Regions from separate parts of the Gossypium arboreum genome. Here region 1 is linked to region 2. The links are chromatin contacts, called in public Hi-C maps. All regions are on one chromosome and are shown on one strand. The core of a region is the stretch at or near the end of the contact, and the rest is flanking DNA. Distances in the headings are between cores, read along the strand shown.

Region 1 (3,364 bases), core at 246-2,745, 200 kb before region 2:
TAGAGTCAATAAAATTAGCTTTGCTAATCTTTTAATTGAATTTATAATGTATAATGAATGTTTAAGATATTATCTATCTATAATATATATATAAAAGCATGAATTTAGATAAAGTTTTGAATAAATAAAAATATTCTCTCTTTTTTTATCATATTATTAGATTGACAACTAAAAATAATTATAATTTAATTTAAAAGTTTTAGTTTTTATTTAAGTATTGTAATAATTACAAATTGTATTGACATCTAAATATTAATATAAGGTTAACTTGAAGTAGTATTTGTGATCACCATTAAGTGTTGGGTGCATTTGGTAAGACCTATTACATTCTCAAAAGAATGTAAATTCAAATTTTGGAGACAAGATTATTGAAAATGGTAGTCACAAATCCCAAACACTATCTCAGTAAACCGAGATATAGCGAATAAAAAAAAAAAGTATGGTAATTAAAAATTTTACTTATACCGAAAAATTTGATTTAAGCTTTAAATATTTAGTAAATTTGTTAAAAATATTTTTGAAAGGATAAAATGTTTATTGTAGATTTGATATTATAAAGTAAAAATATAAATTTAAATAATATTCAAATTTATAATATTATGATATATAAAATACATCAACTTAAATTATTATAAAAATATTAAAATACTTTATTGTAACTCATTATTAATATTTTAATATATGAGACATAAATTTTAAATTTATTTTAAGTAATAAATATAATTTAATTTAAATCTTTTAATTGATATTTAAATCTAATTATAATTTAATTTAAGTTTATTAGAGGCAAAGTACTATGTTAAATCAATTAAAAGAAAGATTGTTGTAAAATTGAGTTTTATTTTATCCATTAATTATCACTTAATTAATATTAGAGAATATTATCAAATAGTTAAACACATTCAATCAAGTAGCATATGGAGATAATTAGTAATAATAAGTTAGTAGTCGAATCATATTCGAACAACAATAGTATCGAAAAGAGATTGAAAATTTATTTAATTGATTATAAGGTAATATAACATTAAATTTGTCCTCTTAGTTCCAAATTTCTATATTAATTTTAATAATTTATATATTAATTCAATTTTATTTTATCTAATTATTTAATATTTTATTATCAATTATTTTCTATTTTCATTACTTTTAAAACATTTTATTCTCTAAATTATTTATCAAAAATAGTAGAATTTTATTATAAATTATACCTATGTTCATTTAATTAGTAAATATATATATTTTAAATTGTAAAATTATACCATTTAAAGAATTAGAAATATAAACACATAAAAATTACGTATAATATTTTTAAATAAATTAGTGAAACCGATTGGATTTTGCAAACCATGATTCTCTTATTAATAAAGCATGAAATTAACACGAGTAAAATAGTTTTTCTTAATTGAAAAAAATAACTTTTAAATTTTATAAAAATGTAATAAAAAATTAGCACTCATTAAAAAATAGTATATATTAATATAAATAATAAAGGGTGATAAAGAAAAGGAAAAAATAGCAGTCATGAGAAATTTCTAACCAACTTCTCCTCCAAATTAATTTTTTCAAAAATTCCCTGATTATTATTGTCAACGAACTTCTGCGTTGGAAAAACTGTCCCAAAAAGAGCCATTAAATTCCAGTTCCTCTTTAATCTTGGGGTCATCGGTAAGTATCCTAAATTTCATATTCATTTTCTCTTCTGAATTCAAAGGCTGGGGTTTCCTAGTTCCTTAGCTGAAAACCCTAGCCTAATTCACTTTGTAGGAATTTTTAAAAGCTTGATGTTTTATTTTAGATAAAGAGATTTTATTTATGAGTAATAATTGTCTTTATGTTTCAAAAAGTCCCAAATTTCATGGGATTTTCAATGGATTATCTGCCATTATTCTACTGTTCTTTTTTTGCACCCGGGTTGATTTCTTAAGGAACCCTCACATTAGCCAATCGTCTGGGCTTATTAATTATAATTTGAATCAAAGAACCGTACTTGATCACGTCGGTATAATTCGTCGAAAAATTAGCGAACTTGATGCCAGTTCGTCAAATTTAGCTTTTGGGAAGGGCCAGCAGAATGAGTTGAATGTAAGCTTGGGCCATCCTGTTTTCTGTACCGGATTGAATAATCATCAGGGTTTTGCTAATCAATGTGAGTTCCTGGAATCGAATCCACAGTGTTCTTCAGATGGATTCTTTGATTACATTAAGTTCTTCTATTGTGGTTGTGGAGAATTTAGGATAGTGGGCTATTTGATATTGGGTGTTTGGCTTGTTTCTTTGTTTTATCTTTTGGGTAACACTGCAGCGGACTACTTTTGCCGTTCATTGGAGAAGCTTTCATATCTGCTTATGTTGCCTCCAACTGTTGCTGGGGTTGCACTCCTTCCATTGGGAAATGGGGCACCGGATGTGTTTGCAAGTATAGCTGCATTTTTGGGGACGGATACAGGTGGAGTGGGTCTTAATAGCGTGTTAGGTGGTGGAGTTTTTGTTACTTGTGTTGTTGTAGGGGCTGTCTCCCTTTGTGTAGCGGGGACCGGGGTTCAGATTGATAAAAGATGCTTCATTAGGGATATCTGTTTCTTCCTTTTTACGCTCATGTCACTTACAATGATATTGATAATTGGCAAGGTGAGTATTTGGGGTGCCATTGCATTTGTCATGATCTATGTGATTTATGCATTTTCTGTGGTTGCAAATGAGATTCTGTGGAAACATACTGGGGGGTTGAAATTGGATGTTGTTACACCATTGCTTCCTGTCCGAGGAAATCTGTTTTCACAAGGAAACGAAGAGGATACTTTTCTTTATAGTTATCTGCTGGACGTGGACACTGGAAATGATCCACCCCATCTACCTAGTTCCCTGCCACAATGGATGTGGGCTTCAAATGTTGCTATATATTCCAATCAATTCATGAAAGCCAGTCCATTAGCTGAAGACAGGCCTCCATGGGGTTGGACTGAAGAGGGCATGGAAACTAATGAGTCACCATTCTCTTGCTCTAAATTATTATCGCTCCTGGAGTTGCCGCTGACAGTTCCAAGGAGGCTAACAATTCCTCTAGTTGATCAGGAATCATGGTCAAAACCATATGCTGTGGCTAGTGTTTCATTGGCTCCTGTTCTGTTAGGATTTCTGTGGAATAGCAAAGGTGATGTGGGCTTTGAGAGTCGAGTGATCACATGGTGTCTCAGTGTTGCAGCTGGTTGCACACTTGGTATTCTTGCATGTAAGCATACTGCATCCGATCATCCGCCTCGGAGGTTTTTAATTCCATGGGTATTTGGGGGATTTTTTATGAGCATTGTCTGGTTTTATATGATTGCGAATGAGCTTGTTGCTCTGTTGGTAGCATTTGGTGTGA
Region 2 (3,514 bases), core at 431-2,930:
AGAAAAGAGAAAAACTAAATATTAGATTTAAAGAAAAAAATATACAATATGAAAGGTGTGTATAACATGTGTTAAATGAGCCTATTTATAAACTTTAGGGTGGTCGTCGTCCCTAACCCTAGGTCAGGTTGTCCTCGTGCTTAACATTTGATTGTGCAGACCAAAATGTCCCTAGCTTGTAATTATTTCAAGTACAGAGGTGATGTCGCGAGACACCAATTCCTGTGTTGCAACATCAAGGGCAGTATGCTCATATTCAGGATGTCTTCAGGGGTATGTTGCGACATTGAAGGCAGTCTTAGAATTCTTCTATTCTACTCCTTATGTTGCAACATCCAATGCTTTGTGCTGTAACCCAGTAACCAGTATCGAGTTAACACGCCTTCTAATGATCTCCTATATGCTCACAAAGTCTATTAGCTCACATTCGGCTTCTAAGGTCAACAAAAGACTCAAATTACACACTTTATTGAACTTAGCTAAACTTATGAAAATGTAATTAAAACTTAACTAAAATACTTATGTTCAAGCTCCTAAAGTGCGAAAACTAGTTTAATTTGCTATACCAAATTACGGCAGATCAACATGCAGCAAAAGTAAGAAACCCTTTTTAGAATCACTCAATCACATCAAACCTTCAACAATTGAGAAGTCATAGGAAAATTAGGCACCTGAATGCCTCGAACAGTTGAATGACAACTCATTTCTTCGTTCTTTGTCGTATAGGCATAAGCTGTCGTCTCTATAGGTACACCAGCTTCACGAAGTTGCAAGTGTTCATTCTTTGAACCACTATGGTTACCCTGACCACTAAGACCACCTCTTCTTACCCTAATCATAATACCTAACTAAATCTAGAATGACTAGAAGGAGTATTTGAAAATTTTAAGAAGTTTACCTTAAATCATGACTGTTCTTCTCAACAACGTCTCTTTCTCAAAAATTTCAAACCCAAACGGTTCAAATTTAGGGTTAAAGTCTGATCCTTTTAAAGAAATTCAAAGCATTCAAAGCATGAAGATTCACATATCCAAGAGCGAAGGCTCAATTAGCATCGTACAACTGTACATCCCTTTAACATCTGACAAAACTTGAACAACAATTTTGAGTGAAGTGCATATATAATAAGTTTCATTCTTATAAATCCCTCACTTCACTTAACCAAGTTCTAAGAAGAGCCACTTTATAACTCTTATTCAAACTAAGTGGAAGACAAATTGTTATGGTGTCCGCTATTATCGGCCCAGTACCCGGTTACCTGATTGGAACCTACTTGTAATCTGCATAGTTCACATCTTTACATGAGTTCACACATAGTGAATTCGTGGTGAGTTCGTATCCTTTCATGAGCTCTATAAGGTAGGTTCGCATCACTATGCAGGCAAACGAACACCTAGAGAACACGTGTGGATCTTAGAATAAGGTACGTGTTGGCATTCATGGGAGCCTACTTAGGACGTTATGAACCGTATCATATAAATAAATAAATTAACCCCCTTTGAGAGACAGACACACAAAAATACTCAATAGGCTTAATTTATTTTTTGGTATTTTCTTGAGAACTTTTTATCCTTATAATTTTTTTAATGTCAAAAGGACCAAATCAGTGATCCGCAAAAAACCTAATCTGAGTAAAAAACAAACTTTAAGGATCAAAATAGGAAAAAACTATATATTTAGGGACTAAATGATGCATCAAAACTATTTGGTCCAGAAGTGACGGGCGCTTTGTCATTGCCCGAACATAGAATAGAAATGCGCCATTTTCCTTTCTTCCAAATTTGATTTTGAATTGTTGAGAAAAAGAGAGAGAAACCCTAGAAATTTGAATTTGTGGAGACAATATGATCCTGAGGACTCCACCACCCAAGAAGCAAAGAGCCGAACCCATACTTCACGAGAGTCCGTCACCGCAAGTAGCTTCCGAGGGACGTCTCGTCATCTATGAGGACAATCCTCTGGCGGCGCCTCCGCCGGAGTCGCCTCACCAGCCCTCTGATCACCTCCTCTGCACTTATCAATGCCGACAGATGGTAGTCTTGTGTTAATTCCTGCATCAGTTAGCATTCATATTCCAATTTGCTTTTTTCTTTCTTGCTTTCTTTCTTAATTTCATTGTTTTATTTTCTTAGGTCAAAGCAGATTTTAGCATTCATATTCCAATTTGCTTTTTTCTTTCTTGCTTTATTTCTTAATTTTATTGTTTTATTTTCTTAGGTCAAAGCAGATTTTATAGATGCCTTGAGCAATGCGGAGAAGCAAATTCGTGATTATCAGTCCAAACTAGAGATTTTAAATGAAAACCTTTCTAAAGCCGGTAGATTATATCTACACTTTGGTCTTGTGAATTTGTTAAGTACACTTCTATTTGTATGGATATTGCATTTTTGTGCATATTTTGCAAAATGACGAATGCATTAAGTTTTACTCAATGCTGTTGTTCTTTTCCCAAAGGACTTTCCGCGTGTGTTTATGCTTCATTTACTTGTTTGTGTTTTGCTTTCTAGGATAAGATATCGCAGAAAAGATAAATTGTAATTAATTAAAATTGAAGAAATGACTGAAGTGCAATACCGATTCTAACATAGATTAGTTATTCAATACAATAGTAAAGTCATACATTCATTTTGTCCTGAAAAGAAAAACAGCATTTCAACTATTCTGAAATGTCCGAACCCTTTGTCCTTTGTGCTTCAACAAGTAACAAGCAAATAGCAAAAACAACAACCAAATGGTACCTTAATATTAACAAAAAGTTCTTATATAAAGGGCTGACTTCTCATTTGTTCGTGCATAGTGATTTATAATTTACATTCTGTTTACTTTTACCAGTTGTTTTATAGTGCTGAAGGCTTATAGGGTTCCCATGAGGGGAAAGAGGAAAACTTATGAGGTTGCGGTGAGGTTTTGAACATCTTAAAATAGATGCTTAACGCAATTTAAAATGCTAATAACGAGCTACCTGTGGTTGGCCCCACTAATATTGTCATGATAAAGTTCAAAGCTCTGATCCAAAAATTCGTATAATAACAAGCTAGTAAATTTTATTCAGATTCATCTACTGATTTTTTTTGTTCAAATCATATACAGGTGTTGCTTAAGAATTTCTAATTAAAAATTTTGCTATTTGAGTTCATACTCTTTTGAAAATGGTAAAAAAGGAGCTTCTTGCTTTGGCATGTATTTTTTTGGTGTTTGATCATTTGAAATTAGATCTTGCATGATACATTATTTTACACTGATATAATCGTAATCTTTGCAGAAGCGGAAAGGAAAAAGTTTAGGGATCAATTCCTTTATGCAGAACAAGAGCTAGCTGCTGCAAAAGGACGTGAACAGATGCTGCATGACCAGCTCTTGAAGGAAGTCAATGATTCACAGGAAAGATTCAAAAAGCAGTTAGAAACAAACAATGAGCTTAAGGTACCATTTTTTTAACTTGTAAGAGGTTGATAGAAATATCCTTTCCTCTTTGAATGTTTAATTACCTTTTGCATTAATTATGAATAACATA

Evidence for each region. Hi-C and Micro-C count contacts between places; a contact is called where the count stands out from the background.
Region 1: a contact with region 2 is called in a Hi-C map of leaf, with 3 times the contacts expected there. The contact joins the promoter of LOC108470611 here to the promoter of LOC108473556 in region 2. A contact is called at or near these places in 2 of 5 Hi-C or Micro-C datasets (both in leaf).

Annotation. Positions count from the first base shown.
Region 1 is chr6:16,329,165-16,332,528 of ASM2569848v2, reverse strand. LOC108470611 (cation/calcium exchanger 4-like) reads left to right here and starts at 1,495. Exons shown (of 1, transcript XM_017771970.2): 1 at 1,495-3,364. The coding sequence starts at 1,813.
Region 2 is chr6:16,130,289-16,133,802 of ASM2569848v2, reverse strand. LOC108473556 (mitotic spindle checkpoint protein MAD1) reads left to right here and starts at 1,680. Exons shown (of 15, transcript XM_053029724.1): 1 at 1,680-2,033; 2 at 2,218-2,317; 3 at 3,263-3,423. The coding sequence starts at 1,845.